3 separate regions of the Sus scrofa genome follow, and regions 2 and 3 are each linked to region 1. Evidence: chromatin contacts called from public HiChIP or PLAC-seq data. All regions are on one chromosome and are shown on one strand. The core of a region is the stretch at or near the end of the contact, and the rest is flanking DNA. Distances in the headings are between cores, read along the strand shown.

Region 1 (5,061 bases), core at 1,508-4,007:
CTGTGGCTGTGGCATAGGCTGGCAGCTGTAGCTCCAATCAGACCCCTAGCCTGGGAACCTCTATATGCCTCGGGTGTGGCCCTAAAAAGACAAGAGACCAGGGGAAAAAAAAAAAAAAAAAAACTAAGGAAGAAAGGAGTGACACGTGAAAGTTTTAAAATGTTCTTTCATCCACTCTTTTTCTCTTTCCTAATGAATCCTTCAAATTAAGGCAAATTTGCCCCAAAATAAATAAAGCTTATTCATTTTAAAATATTTTCTTCATATATTTTGGTCCGGTTTTTCATTCAGGCAACAACATTTGAACTTATAGTTTATGAAAGAAAAGCTTTCAATAACATGTTTAATTTACACAGATAAAACAAAGAGTTTCTGCTCCTGAAATTAAATAAAAATTATCTTTCTTGGGTCTTAAAAGAGAGAAAAATATTCCTAGCTCTGTAGTTAAATTTACATATAACATGGAAGTTTAAGAGTAGTAGTTACCTTAGATCATGTTTCGTTAGCTTGTGTTATTTTATTCATTATTTCATTTACAAATGTTTATGGTACAGATATGCCAGATACAACTCAAAGTCTTCTGAAACTCAGACATTGCTAAGTCTGAATAAAATAATATATATATATCACGAAATGAAAATATGCATAGTTATATAGTTCAGAAGTATGATTTTTTTTGTCTTTTTTTTAATGGCCTCACCCATGGCATAATGGAAGTTCCTAGGCTAGGGGTTGAATCAGAGCTGTAGCTGTGGGCCTACACCACAGCCACAGCAATGCCAGATCCAAGCCACAGCTGCAAACTTCACCACAGATCACGGCAATGCCAGATCCTTAATCCACTGAGCAAGGCCAGGGATCGAACCGTGTCCTCATGGATCCTAGTCAGGTCGTTACCACTGAGCCATGACGGGAACTCCCAATTTTTTAATGGCTAGAACAGGATTATTCAAGTATATTCAGGCATGAGGCATATAATCGGAAGAGTGTGTATGAATAGGCTATGTTAGGTTGAATTGTCCATGCTTGGCAAAGAACCTTGATTCTGACTCAAATGTAAACTTCTGGAATCTTTATGTCTATTTTTATCTTCTCAGTATTCTTTTCTTTTTCTCCAGTTTCATTATGCAATTTTGGTAAAGTTAAATGGAGCAGTTAAAAAAAAAAACCTGATTATTTACATTCAGCATCAATTACAGTAATTAATTGTTTGTAAGCTAGTATCATAATTTGTATTGTTAGTGGTAACAATTAAAACCAGTACTTTTCCAGTTCCTACTATAATCTTTGCATACATTATCAACTCGTGACTACAACCCTCTTTTATAGGTGGTGTTATTGTTGGTAGTAACAATAATAATAATAGCCAATGTTTATTTAGAACTTACTAAGTACCAACGACTGAGGTGTATCTTTTGAACAGATTACCTTATTTAAACCTCAAATGCTAAGTGTTGTTATTTCCTCATTTTAAAAAGAAGAGGTCATTATGTGCTCAAATCCATACAACCAATAAGTAGCAAAACTGCAATTTAAATCTAGGCATATTTAGCTTCAAAGCCTACATTTTGCCCTCTGTAATACAGTGACTACTAGAGTAGTCTGTGTAATATAGTGACCACTGGAGCAGAGTATTGGAGGTGGTTATACAATGGTGACAGTGGATAGGCCTGACTGGAGTTATAAATTAATATGATTAAACAGTAAAAAAAATTTTTTTGATGAAAAAAAATTAGAATGGGGACATTCTAATTACCTAAGGAAAAGAATAACTGAACTATCCCAAAAAGTTTTTATGTTAGACTCCAATGTTTAGAGAAAATTTCAAAAATACCTAATTACGTAGCAACATATGCTGTATTTTACTATTAAAAAACAACCCACATACAAATACAAATGTTACCCAACCATACAGGATTACCTCTGATATAATTAGCAAATTATGAATTTCAAGTATGATTTAAAAAGAGAGAAAAAATGTCTCTAAAACAAATTTCCTTTCATTTGAAGGATATGCATACAATTAATTTCCATATATAAAAAATGTAAGATGTAACTTGAGGATATACATTACAAAAGAAAGAAGCCATTCAATTAAAAGTTTTGTTTGTTTTTATAAGGTGTTTATTTTAGTCACACTGACATTGATAATATTAGTAAAATACTCTAAAATACTATTTATGCTTTAAGGTTGTTTCAGTAGGTGGAGGTGGGTAGTTTCTGGCTCTAAATTTTATTGGTATTTATGAGGGTAATAAATCAAGTTTTCTAATACTGTATTACTGGTCTATATTCTTCAGATATACATGTAATTAGAAGTCCCGCAAATATCTAGGCTAAATTAACAGCTGTATATCTATGACAGATAAATTAGAAAAAATATTAACGGTTTTATTTCAGTGTTATCTGGCTTGTTGAGATGGGTTACTACACTTAAATATATATATATATATAAACACACACACACACACACACACACCCATATAAACAAGACCCAATTCTTTAGCTCTTTACTGTGTAAGGTGCTTTAGTTTTATCCTATCAAGTTATAATACAAATTCAGTTAAGTTAAAACACAGCAAATTTGTGAAATAAGTATAATTGAATTAAGAATTTAAAAGTCCTGGTTCAAAATAAGTCATGGACTTCAGCTTTTACACTTCTTAACATTAATTTTTCCTGGGACTTAGACATTTGAGAAACATTTCAGTTACACCATGTGCCAGTTTGCCATTTGTCATGGAACATGAAGAGCCCAGGTGGCTGCCAATGATGCGAACTTTTCCTACTGGCCCCAGAAGTATGACTAAGTGCTTGTCCTGAGGTGACCACACTTCTTAAGTTGTCAGGAAAAGTGTTATTATTCCATTTTTGACAGCAGCGATCAGAAAATGTACATAATGCCACAGTTCATTCTTGAGTGATTTTTACATAATTATGCCTGCCTTAAAAGCATGACAAATCTTGAAAATATAATATCTAAAACTTAATATGTAAAAGGAAGTAATTGCTAAAGGATAGCAAATGCCATTAGAAAGAAATTTAGAATGGAAAACACAATGGCATTTCAGAGGTGAAAGAAAAAGTACTTTAAATTTTCATCTAGTTATTGAATACTTGATAGCATATCTAATACAAGAGACCCAAACACATTTTTAACTTGGAAAAAATCCATTAACATGTTTGCTTCCATTTCACTAAATACTTTTATTTAGTCATTTCTCTCTATTTGGCATTCATATATTTATTAAAAAATAATTACCGAAATCTCACTGTGGTCATGAAATTTACAAACCACTGACAAAAGCAAATGTCACACTGTTAAGTTATTTCAGATTTTAAATAAATAAATATTCCTTGAAATCAGAGACTCCAACTGTTGAGGCTTTAACTAACACTGAGATGTAGGAATGTTGGAAAGAGAAAAGAATGAGAATAGTATAAATGGTGCAATATCTACTACATAGAAGAAGGAAATGTTTAAAAATAGGCATCAAGGAGGACATCACCATAAATTCTGTGAACAAATGTTGAAATAACTCAGTGGCCTTGATCTTTCAAACATACTTTTTTGATGTATCAAAGACAACTATTTGTATTTGGCTGGGACCAATTTACTCTAATATATTAATTCTAGTAGTGTGAAAGTTATTTAAGTGATACATAGTTAAAGAATACAGGGTCAATTTAGAGTCTGAGGTGCATGTTTATCATAAAATAATTAAAAATGAGTGAATTATAATAGACTATTCAGCATAGAAAACCACTCATTCAGCTCTAAACACACCATAAAATCTACTCTGTGTTCAGATTTGGATTTAATCCTGTTGCACTGGACTATATTAACAAACTGCAAAGCCTTAGAAAATGAGATTTAAAATCACTGAGTCATAGCACACAGAGATTAGAAGACCATCAGAAGTTTTTCTAGCACTTAATAGCATTTTAACTCCCTATAAATGGGGTTGGGCATTCTCTGAATCTTACATCTGATTACATAAAATGAAATCTAAACCAAACATTCTTAATGAGGGGATTATTCTATGAAGTGGGCCTGCTGCATGTGTTAATCAAGACGTGCTCTAGCTTTGACACCAGTGATCAAAAGAATTCACTCTCTTTTGTTCCTAACAGAGATGTTTTTATAACAATGAAGAGACCTATGCATATTTTCTGAGCTCTCATATATTGAGTTCTTTTTGTTTTTGTTACTAGAAAGATATGTGAATCTAGACAAGTTCTTTAACCTCTCTGAGCTCAGCTGCTTCCATGTAATACGATGATGGCATAGGACCAAGAGAGTTCTGTAAGTTCTTTCTGGTTTTAACTTATCAATTCATCTCACAGAGAACAAGAGTGTCAACATGTAGAGAAACTAAGCATGTTCTTTTATAAAAGAAAAGTTGCAAATTGTTTTAACTAATGATGTGTTTCAATAAAGGCACACAAGTACTGTATTTGAGTTTATTGCAAATTTGTGTATCAAATATACTTAAAACCACAGATGTTAAAGGTTTGTAAAAATACCTGTAAATTTTGCTAAGAATTATATTACATTCATTAATATAAATCTGTTTGATGCATTCACATATACCTAGAAACAACTTAAAACTATTGCATTACATAGACGATTTTAAAAGGATGATTTAAAAATGAACAAGAGCAAAAAGCTTTTTTTTTAGATACTCTATATCAAATTGCACATATCACATGTTCTAATTTATGTTTTTCTTGGTCTTGTGAATGAGTTTGTAATTCATATATATATATATATTTATTTATTTGGCTATACAAGTGGCATGTATATTAGGCCAGGATCTAACCTGCACCACAGCAGTGATTCAAGCCACAGCAGTGACAACGCTGGATCATTAACCTACTGAGCTACAAGGGAACTGTCATACTTTTATTTTTATATAGTAAGAGTTTTCAGCTACCTGAAAAAAAATTTTTTTAACATTACCTAGAGTTAGGCAGAGAAAGAGTATGAGGAGTTAGACTACCCAAGGTACTAGAAGGTATTTGCTCAATGGCCTGCTTGCTAAACTTAAGTTCCAATTA
Region 2 (5,061 bases), core at 1,326-3,825, 400 kb before region 1:
GGGGACACGAGCTGAGCTCCTTCAAAACCAAAGAAGAGACCCAGGTGACAGCTGTAAGAGAGTTCCCAGAGAGAATTAGACCCAGGTGTGCTATGGGCATTCCTTCTATGTAATGCATTAACTGTCTTGTGATAAGAATGGTATTTATCAACTCTCCTTGGGAGAAATGAGATAGAGTCACTAGAATCATATTCTGGGGTTCAGATGTGAAATGCAGTTGAGATGTCAGGCTTCTTTTTTTTTAAATTTTTTTTTGTCTTTTTTTTTTTTTTTTTTTTTTTTGCTATTTCTTGGGCCACTCCCGCAGCATATGGAGATTCCCAGGCTAGGGGTCCAATTGGAACTGTAGCCACTGGCCTACACCAGAGCCACAGCAACACGGGATCCGAGCCGCGTCTGCAACCTACACCACAGCTCACGGCAAAGCCAGATACTTAACCCACTGAGCAATGGCAGGGACCGAACCTGCAACCTCATGGTTCCTAGTCGGAGTCGTTAACCGCTGCGCCACGACGGGAACTCCAGTGTCAGGCTTCTTATAGGCCAAGTAGGTACTGTGTGATAGAGTCAGAAGAGTTTTAGTCACCAGAGAAAAACATTGGTGATGTGCTCCAGGCCCTGGCTCGTGAGAGGGACCCTATTCTAGCCATCAGGAACCTCTGGTTTCTAAGCTGAAGGACACTCTCAGAGTCATGGAATTCAGTCCCCAATTTTCCTGATTGTGAAAGTGAAGCTCAGAAAGGTGAAGTGACTGGGTCAAGGTCAAGAGCTGGTTAGGCAGCAGAGCTGGAAAGGGAAAGCTGCTTTTGAACTGTAAGCTTAGGGCTCTTCTAAGAAAAAATTCCATGTACCTGTGGTAGATTATATTACTTTCCCCCCAATATTCCCTCTTTTTTCTCCCTTCAGTACCCCTCCTTGTGGTTCATGATCTCTTTTTTCCTTTTCTCCAACTGCCTGAGTGAACATGACAATGGAGCAGAGCTGTGCTAGACACGTAGTAATGTGAATACAAACCCTAGGCTGGTTGTAAACCGCTGAAGTTTTAGAGTTGTTTGTTACCACAGGCTAACTTAGCCTATCCTGACTTTTGCAGGTTTTTTCTGCCTTGTAAGCAGGCTATCTTTCAAGTGAGGGAATGTCTTCTTCATTGGTCTTCCTGGAAACTACATTTCTGTTATAAACTATTAATTTGGCATGCTGCTACAAATTCATTTCCTAGGGGTCTGGGTAAAGTCGGGATGATCTAATCAACCTGGTTAACTGAAACATCACAGCCAGGATTTCAGAAAAGAATTCAAAGACTTCAAAAAAGGGCCTTTTCTGACTCTCCCTCCCTCCACTAAGGAAAAAGCAAGGGAGAGAGGTAGGAGGGTGAGGAGAAGGGGGCCGAGTCAAGAAAGGAGCTCGAGGGAGTGCAGATAGGCAAAATTTCCTGACCTAATACTTTTGCATAGGGCCAGTCTTGAGGGTTGGCTCTGTACCCGAGCCTTAGGAGGTTCTTCATTAGCTGGTACCATTCCATGTGGCCTGCCCTCTCACAGGAGGCAATGCCCTATCCCTAATCAGGGGCAGAAGGAAATTTTAAGATGGTGGCTTTTGAACTGTATCCTAAATATTAATTTTCAATTTCCATCTTAGCAGTGCAAAACAAGGTCTTTGTTCTATATGGCTCAGTTTTTCATAATCTAATTTTAAACTATCAAAGAGGTTGAATTAGGGTATTCATGGGTTATTATTTATGACATTATGTCATTAATGTTTACCCACTGTGTGTCATTAAAGTGAATCAGCTTAAGGTGAGGTAATGGCTGCCCCAGAAGGGGATTATGTTATTAGAGAGTCGCTCTTTGGCTGAAAATATTATATACCCGCCCTGTGATTCACACACTATCTGGAAGCAAACCCCCACACACCCGAATTAGATGAAGTACTATTTTTGAGCTTTTAGAATTTTGGTATTCCTCTCGTCAGAGGCCAAGTTACCTAAAGGTGTTGCCAAAGTCAGAGGGTGATTCACTCTTATTACTGCAACCTCAAAACTCTAGGTCATTAAATAGGCCTCATATTTTAACCCAAAGTATATATATTTTATGAAGCCATGAGTAACCTTTAAAAGGAGCCCTGAAGGAAATCTATATGTACAAAAAGCCTTCTTAAAATTTATATTTGGCACATCACGGACAAGAAAAACACAAAGCAATTAAAACAGATAGGCGCGAGCTGGGTATTTCAAATATTGATAACTCATGACTCCGGCAGCTGAGACAAAAGCTATTTCATGTCAGCATTCGGCAGGCAGCCATTAAGTCTCTCTAAAGTAACTGCCTGAGAAACAAGATGTTTTGTTTATATACTGTCAAAAGCTCACAAGGACTCCATTATGTGGGAATGTTAAGTATAAGCCAAGTGACAACTCCACCCTAACATATGCCATGTCTGATCTTGTCTGCGCCACAGCAGCCCGGCCATGGGGACTGCTCTTTTCAACAAATATTTGGATTAGACACTGTCCGTTTAGCTTTCTTGTTACCACAGTGTGTCGCTGTCCCGCTGGCACAGGCCTCACTGGCCGATGGGTGTCACCGCACCCTACCACCACAGCACCAGGCAAAGGCACCAGACCTTGGGGGCCAACGACTGAATGAAGGACAGTGCCTCGTGTTCCTTCCTCATCCACGGGCTTCCTACTGCCTCTGTGAACTGCATTTTTGCAATGTTTGGTTCAAAAGACTGCAAAGTTGACTTGGGTAAGAGGCAGTGTAGTGGTTAAGGAGCAGAGATTCTGGGGCCAGGCTGCCCTGCTTCAAATCCTGGCTCTGCTATTTATTAGCTGCATGACCTTGAGCAAGTTCCTTAATCTCTCTGTGTCTCCGTTTCCTCGTGTATAAGAATGAGTATGATGATAACAGCACCTACTTACAGGGTTGCTATGAGGATTCAGTGAGTTTGGGCATATTGAGGGCACAGAACATGTTATTCCTGGCTCATAGTAAATGCTACCGAAGTGTCAGCTGTCACTGGTTAGCTGTCATTGCCTCTGGTTACAGTTGCTGTGATTTGGAATTGCATCTGTCAAGAGAGGGTCTATCTGGTTCATCAGGACATTCAGTTGCCAAGACACCAGGAAAGCCTATCACAGGAGCTAATTTGAGGCCCTGACCTCCTCAGGGGAACCTGAGGAGGCCAGCATCTTAGGGGACAGTTTCACTAAACTTTGTCACTGGGTAGGACTTGGCAGCCTCATGGTAATGCCTCCCCTCACTTGAGCGGGGCCAGGGCGGGAGTTCCAGACACTGATGCAAAGATAGAAAATGAACTGGTGGCAGCAGCTAAGCCCTGTGAAGGGCATGGGGATGGACTTCAGCATTATTTCCTCTAAGAAGGGAGTATTTCATGCACATAGTTTTAGGTTAAGAGGACTGTTCTGAAAACATTTGTCTGCATTAAAGACTTTCAACCAAATGTTTAGTCCTACACAGGCCCTGAGCCCTCTGAACAAGAGTGTTAGAAGTCCCATCCTTTGGACTTGGTTGCTCCAAGCCTGGTGTCTGGGGTGCTGCTGGGTGGGGAGACCATGGGCCCCAGCATGAATCCTGGGACTGCTTATCTCTGGACTCTATTTTAAACGACAGATCTTCCAAAAGTTGAAGACAACTGTGAGCTATGAGCTGTTTTTCTGTCACGTATATATTGGAAGCATATTCCATCAGGCTGTAGCCTCCTTGCTACTCTGTGGCAGATGCTGTTGGCTGGTTATCCTATAACCATTCCTCTTTTTCATTTGCCTACCTCACATTGTAAAAGTACGAAATCAAAGACCACGTGTTCTTGTGAGTAGTCATGTGACACAGCTCTGGCCAAAATGTCAGAAGGAGAATTCTTCTGCCTTTGGGGACAGTTATAGGAGGATATGATGCTTATAGATGTGGTAACCATTTTGTGACCATTAGATAGCAAGTCCAAGGGCAATAAAGCCAATATGCTGAGGACTGGTAGAGGGGAAGGATGGAAAAGACCTGAAATCTCGATGTCCTGGTTGAGCTGCTGACCGAATCGTGGGACTGCTTATCTCTGGACTCTATTTTAAACAACAGATGCTCCTAAAGTTTAAGCCAACTGTGACCTGTGAGCTGTTTTTCTGTCACATATAGCCAGAAGCATTTCCAAATGATGCCTCAACTCTCACCCTGTGTTATGTCTCGTTTGTGTACCTGAACTGCTGTCTTTTCTCCTGATGTGCATACTCTTTGGCCCCAAGACAGGCCCTTGTTTGACCTGGCGTTGTTAGCTTTCCTAGTGCTTGCCTTTCCCTCTCTCCAAGGTGCTGGAGTGGATTATCCTCAGCCACTGGCTGAGACCTAAGGATGCCCTGATTACCTGCACTCAGATGCAGAGTCTGGCAAGAGTCTCACTGTGGTGTCCCAGTCACTGAATCGCCCCCCTTCTGTGTTGATGTCTTTCCAGACCCAAGGCTCCCCTATTATTTGGAATACTGTGACTTGAACTACAGGTCGACCCACGGCAAGGTCAGCTTCCTTGGTCCCAGGTTTGTCCAGTTCTGCCTTATGCATGCCTCCCGGAAAGACCTCAGCCAAGGTGACACCCAGCGCAGCTGATGGGTGGGCCCACGCTGGCTGGAACTCACACTGCCTGGAAGGTTAAGGCCTAGAAACAGCTCTTCTCAGTGCTAAAAATGTGAATTCTGAGTGCCTTGCTCCTTAGAATTTCTCATGCTGCTGACGTCATTTTGCCTTTGGCCAAGAAACCTGATCTTAATCCGTGCAATGCATCTGTTCAGCGTGGTATTTTGGAAAAGAGGCCTGGATTTTAGGACTGAGGAGGTTTTGGCTGTGGTCCTGTCTCTCCCACAAACAAACCAAAGTAGAGTGCTACTGTTCCTTTTTGGGCTTCTATTTTCTGTGTACAAAATGGAGTGGTGATCCTTTGCTTGACACTGCTATTTACATATTTTAGGAAATGAATTTTAAACTTAGAGACACAATAAAAATTAGAGAGTACACCTTAAAGACATTATTTAGAACACTGAGGGATATTTCCATA
Region 3 (5,061 bases), core at 1,712-4,211, 320 kb before region 1:
TCCAGGAGTTCTCACTGTGGCACAATGGAATCTGCCCTGTCTTGGGAGCGCTGGGATGAAGGTTCAATCCCTGGCCCGGTGCAGTGGGTTAAGGATCTGGCATTGCCATAGCTGCGGCTTAGGTCACAACTACAGCTCAAATCTGATCCCTGGCCTGGGAACTCCATATGCCATGGGGCAGCCAAAAAAATAAAATAAGAAGTATGTCCAGGGATAGCATCTGGGAACTGGTTCTCCTCTTGCTTTTTTCTCACATAGCATCATTCACAGTACATGTATGGTCTTGTATCTTGCTTTTCTACTTTACATTTTGTCGTAAGAGCATTTTTCCAGTGTTATTGAAAAATAATTGACATCACTATGTATGTTTAAGGAATAGAGCTTGATGGTTTCGCTTGCATATATTGTGAAATGACTAGAGAAATCGGTTCAACTAATATTCAGCATCTCATATAGATGACGGTAAAAATGAAAGAAAGAAAATACATTTTGTCCTTGTGATGAGAACTCTTAGGATTTACTCTCTTAACTTTCCTATGTATCACACAGCAGTGTTAACTCTAGTTACCATGTTGTACATTACATCCCTAATGCTTATTTATCTTTTAACTGGAAATTTGTAACTTTTGACCACCATCCTCCAATTCCCCCTCCCACCCTCTGCCTCTGGTAAACCACATATCTGATCTTTTTAAGCATGTGTGTGTGTTAGATTCCACATATAAGTGAGATCATATAGTATTTGTCTTTCTCTATCAGAAGAATTTATGTTACTTTGTAGCTTTCAGAATTAAGATGATTTATTTCTCATAGTCTTTGACTTAACATGACTTCATAACCTTTTCCCTCTGTCAAAAGACAGAGGACTGTTTATTGTTTTACCTAGAACTAAACTTTAAAAAAAAAAAAAAAAAACCCGAACAACTTCTCCAAATATCTTCTCTGTGGTCTGCTGGAAAATTTTTGTCCTCAATTTTGAAATGTTCCCTGCTTTGACCCAATTACAGAAGCTCTATTTACTTTCTTTGAAGGAAATTTTTTATGCTGAGATTTTTTCACTCTCTAGTGAAGCCACATTTCTTTTGATTTGTGATGTTCTTTTTTCCCCTCCTGCTCCCCACTTGGTTACGATAAAGATGAGTTTTGCAGTGGTTCTGAACTGCATCAAGGTTTTATTCATTTGTTAACCTGCCTGGCAAAGCTATTATTCTAGGCCCTGGTTATAGCCTGTGTGGGAGTAAAGTACTCTTGAGGGTGAACATGAGGAGCCTTTGAGCCGATTCTGGCAGTTGCTTTAAGAGCCTCTCTACAGCAAACACACAGAAGCGACCTGGATGGTTTCTATTAAAACAGATGTCTGGAGGGCCTAGTGTGTGAATTCTCTGGAGGAATTTGGAATTGGTGGGAGTAGATCTGAGCCCAGAGAAGCCCATCTGCTCTGGACAGCTCGCTAAAAGGAAGAGGTGACTCAGGACCCAATTTTTAGAACCTTGTACTCCCACATGTAGATTTCTACGGGCTAAAGGACAGTTACCACTGGCACTTGCCCTGCTTCCCAAGCAATGGAACTCATTTCCCCCATCCCAGTGGTTCTGGGGGCAGAGGGCAATGTCTGGAGACAGTTTGAGTTGTCACAGCTTGGGGGCGGTATGGGTAGCTATTGTCATCCAGTGGGGAGTTTCCAAGGATGCTGGTAAATGTCCCACGAGAGCCAGGACTGCACCCGCCTCTCCAAAGCAAGGAATTATCCAGCCCTCAATGTTAGTTGTGCTAAGAGTAAGTAACCTTGATTGATCTACTTGAAAGTTTGGTGTCAGGACCAACTTGCAAGCGTTCCTTTCCAAGCAATCACAGCATTGCATTTTACAGAAATGAAAACATTAATAAAAAGAAAGGTAATTGCCCAATATTTATAGTCTCTTCACATTAATCAGAGACTCCGTAATCAAGCACTCTTAAACATGATTCTATTGTCAAACTGGTAAACTAAATAGGTATATGGTATATATGGAATTGTGGTATAAGGCCTTAAACATGACACTTTTTGGTAGGTTATTTTCTCATCTCAAATGTATCAGAAAGCAGTAGGTTATCTCAGCAGCTCATCAAGTCTTTTAAAATATGAATGTTATGCATTAGTAATCATCAGCACCAATATCAATGTCATCATTTTTATTGTCATTGTTAGCGGTTATTATAAGCTCGTGATAATGCCTGACACTGTGCCCCTCGCTTCACTTCCATCACTTCACTTACTCCTCATGCATGGAATATATACTGGTTGCCTATTTCATTTATGGGGGAAAGAAGGCTGCGAGAGTTTGTGTAACTTGACCAAAGTCATCCAGCTTGTAAGTCACAGAGGGAAGATGCCAATGTCATCTGTCATACTCCACAGCCAGCCCTTTTAATCACCATCACTGACTGCATTCTTTAAAAATGTTCTTTTAGTTGTGGTCTTCTGGGCTTTGCCAATATTTCACTGTGCTAGGTCACAGTAAGACAAGCAAAGGCTTAAAGAGGCTGCAGAAACTGTCATCTCCACAAAAAAGTGACACCACAACCTGTTGGTTTCTTTTTTCTTTCATTCATTCATGCATTCATCCATTCAGTCATTCGACCAGCATCTATCAAGCATAAAGCATGCACCAGGAGCCAAGGGTATCCGCTTTGAGGGTTCAAATACAAATCAAGGCGTCTACCCAGGGTCAGGTGAATGGGAAAAACACTGCCTAGAAGCCCTAATAATTTGCTTTAAGGGTCTCGAAAAAAGGAAGGGTTAATTAACCTCCATCAAGAGAGAAAGCCTGAGAGAGAGCAGGACTGAGAGAAAGGCAAAGGAAGTGAAGGAAAGGAGGAAAAGGCGGGGAGGAGGAAGGAGAAGGGACAGAACAGTAGCCACCCCGCCTGATCCTGGCACGGTGGAGCCCTGGCCGGGTGCTGACAAAACCGCAGCAGAGGAAGGCCAGGCCTCTGCAGAGCCCGCCTCTGCTCTGGGGATGAGCTAGGGCTTGGCAGGCCTCACTGTGTCATCAAGAGGCAGCCGTCTCCTACCCAGGAAGCCTTTTCTCTCATTCCTTCTCACGCTGTGTGCAGCCCACGCAGAAACTGGGGAAGTGAATTCCAGGCTGTCTAATCGGGCTTGGCTGCATCGTGACAAGGCTGCTAGTTTTAACTCCCCCCCACACGTTGTGGCATTTGAGAAGGAGCAGGAATCACGAGGAGCAAATCAAGACTTGCACATTTAACTTGTACTCCCTCACCACTGCTCCCTGCCCGCGAACTGATCATTCCCCAGCCTCCGGTTTAAGGTCAGTCAACCAACTTCTCACTGAGGGACATTTCTGTTAAGCAGCAGACAGATAGGAGTTGCTTTGGTCCAGGCAGGTGGCACGAAGGCTGCTCAGAACAATTCATCTTGACTGCTGGAAAAACAGCACTAAGCAAGCATGTCCTACTGCCCGGAAGACACTGGATGCCTTCTCGAAAGGACAGTGGCTCTTCCTTCCACCCTAGAAAACACGCCCTGATGTGTCACAGGCACAGCCAATTCCTTAACACATAATACACATTTTCCTGACTCTCTCTTGCCTGAGCCCCACTCTTGGATACAAAGGACAGGAATCATGGCTGCCCTTTGGTTCCACAGGCAACAATGCCTGAAAACTCTCCAAATGGGGTTATTAAATTCTGAGTGTTCAAACAGCCATTTATTCAGACTCGATTAATTTTCAGTTCCTGATCCTTTTGTACATGGGCTACCTGGAATTTACTTTGGCTGAAGTAACCTTTTTCTTCGGAAGCAAGGTAACATCATGAGCTGTATTTGAGTGGCAAGAATTAAAGTACTGGAATGAATTCACTCCTGGAATAAGTGAACATCTGTGCACCTACTACATGCCAGGCACAACCACATCCGTGGTAGCTGATATAAGACAATGTCCCTGGAGGGACTCACAGTTTAGGTGGGAGTGAATGTGAGGGGATGTTAGCACGTAATGGCTGGAGCGGGAAGGAAAAAACAAGACTTGGTCTTTAAAGACAAGTGACAAAGATTCTAGACAGGATGTTGGAAAATAGACCTTCTACTGGGAGAAGGTTGAAGAGCATACACGTTAGGGGTGAAGAAGGCATAGGTTCATAGACTGGCTTTACTATTCTCTTGGTCAGTGATCTGGATCATCACTGTTTTTCTGAAAAGTGAGAAAAGTACCTATCTCGTGGGGTGATTTTGCCCCCCGCCATAAAGGACGTTTAGCAACGACTGGAGACAATTTTTGTTGTCACAACTAAGGGTGGGTACTATTGACAACTAGTGGGCAGAGGCCAGGGATGCCACGAACATTCTACAATGTGCAGGACTGTCCCCCTCCCCGCAAGAAATGTCAATAGCATCGAGGTTGAGAAACTCCAAATTACGTACATAATGTGTACAAAGGCCCCAGTAGAGCAGTAGCTACTGTTATTACTAACGATAGCCTGTTACCATGGGAAGGAACTTAAGACACTGAGCACTGGACGTGCTGGACAGAGTGGGACACACTTGCGCTCCACTTCTGGCTAGGTCATGTAGTAAGTCTGTGACCTTGGGCATGTTCCTGACCATTCTGAGCCACGTCTATAAATAGGAATGATAATTCCGACCTTGAGAGGCAACCGTAAAGACAGTGAGTTGGCTCTGATGGGGCACCTGGCGCAAACTGGCATCCAGAAAGTGTTTCTTCCCTGTGTGGTCCTCACAAACTTGCCCATGCCCTCTGCTCTCTGCCCCTTTCTTTCTTCCAAGGGCAAGGGTTGGTTGGTTGGATTTTAAATGAAATAGTCTCTGAAAAGTAGCTCTATTTTCCCAGCGAATATTAAAAAGCCCACTGAAAAGGAAAACCCATTCATTGTGACTAATCTGAGCTCACGGAGGCCCTTGTAAGCACCTGGGAGAACCTCTGTCTTCAGTCACCTCCCACCTTGAAGGATTTGAGCAGGAACCAGTTCCTGAGGTGATTTCCAACCTGCAAGTACCCTCTTCTTCCTGGAGGAGGCGCTGCAGTCCCATTTTTCACAACC

The links. HiChIP or PLAC-seq counts read pairs in DNA pulled down with a chosen protein or histone mark.
Region 2: a contact with region 1 is called in an H3K27ac HiChIP or PLAC-seq map of skeletal muscle, with 8 times the contacts expected there. The contact joins two enhancer-like sites. A contact is called at or near these places in 1 of 47 Hi-C or Micro-C datasets (embryonic fibroblasts) and 1 of 2 datasets of contacts at active chromatin or transcription factors (skeletal muscle).
Region 3: a contact with region 1 is called in an H3K27ac HiChIP or PLAC-seq map of skeletal muscle, with 18 times the contacts expected there. The contact joins two enhancer-like sites. A contact is called at or near these places in 9 of 47 Hi-C or Micro-C datasets (embryonic fibroblasts, fetal skeletal muscle, heart right ventricle and 6 more) and 1 of 2 datasets of contacts at active chromatin or transcription factors (skeletal muscle).

Annotation. Positions count from the first base shown.
Region 1 is chrX:17,584,292-17,589,352 of Sscrofa11.1, reverse strand. All of the region lies in intron 1 of CNKSR2 (connector enhancer of kinase suppressor of ras 2), which reads right to left. Among named protein-coding and RNA genes, the nearest start is that of CNKSR2, 26 kb to the right of the region's middle. Within about 2 kb of position 2,757, at least 1 of the 83 cell types and tissues checked has an H3K27ac peak or open chromatin away from gene starts, as enhancers often do. A contact at or near this core is called in skeletal muscle, where this site is marked.
Region 2 is chrX:17,983,680-17,988,740 of Sscrofa11.1, reverse strand. No RefSeq gene overlaps it. Among named protein-coding and RNA genes, the nearest start is that of MBTPS2, 27 kb to the left of the region's middle. Within about 2 kb of position 2,575, at least 3 of the 83 cell types and tissues checked have an H3K27ac peak or open chromatin away from gene starts, as enhancers often do. A contact at or near this core is called in skeletal muscle, where this site is marked.
Region 3 is chrX:17,904,466-17,909,526 of Sscrofa11.1, reverse strand. The region is part of intron 4 of SMPX (small muscle protein, X-linked); the gene reads left to right. Among named protein-coding and RNA genes, the nearest start is that of SMPX, 31 kb to the left of the region's middle. Within about 2 kb of position 2,961, at least 8 of the 83 cell types and tissues checked have an H3K27ac peak or open chromatin away from gene starts, as enhancers often do. A contact at or near this core is called in skeletal muscle, where this site is marked.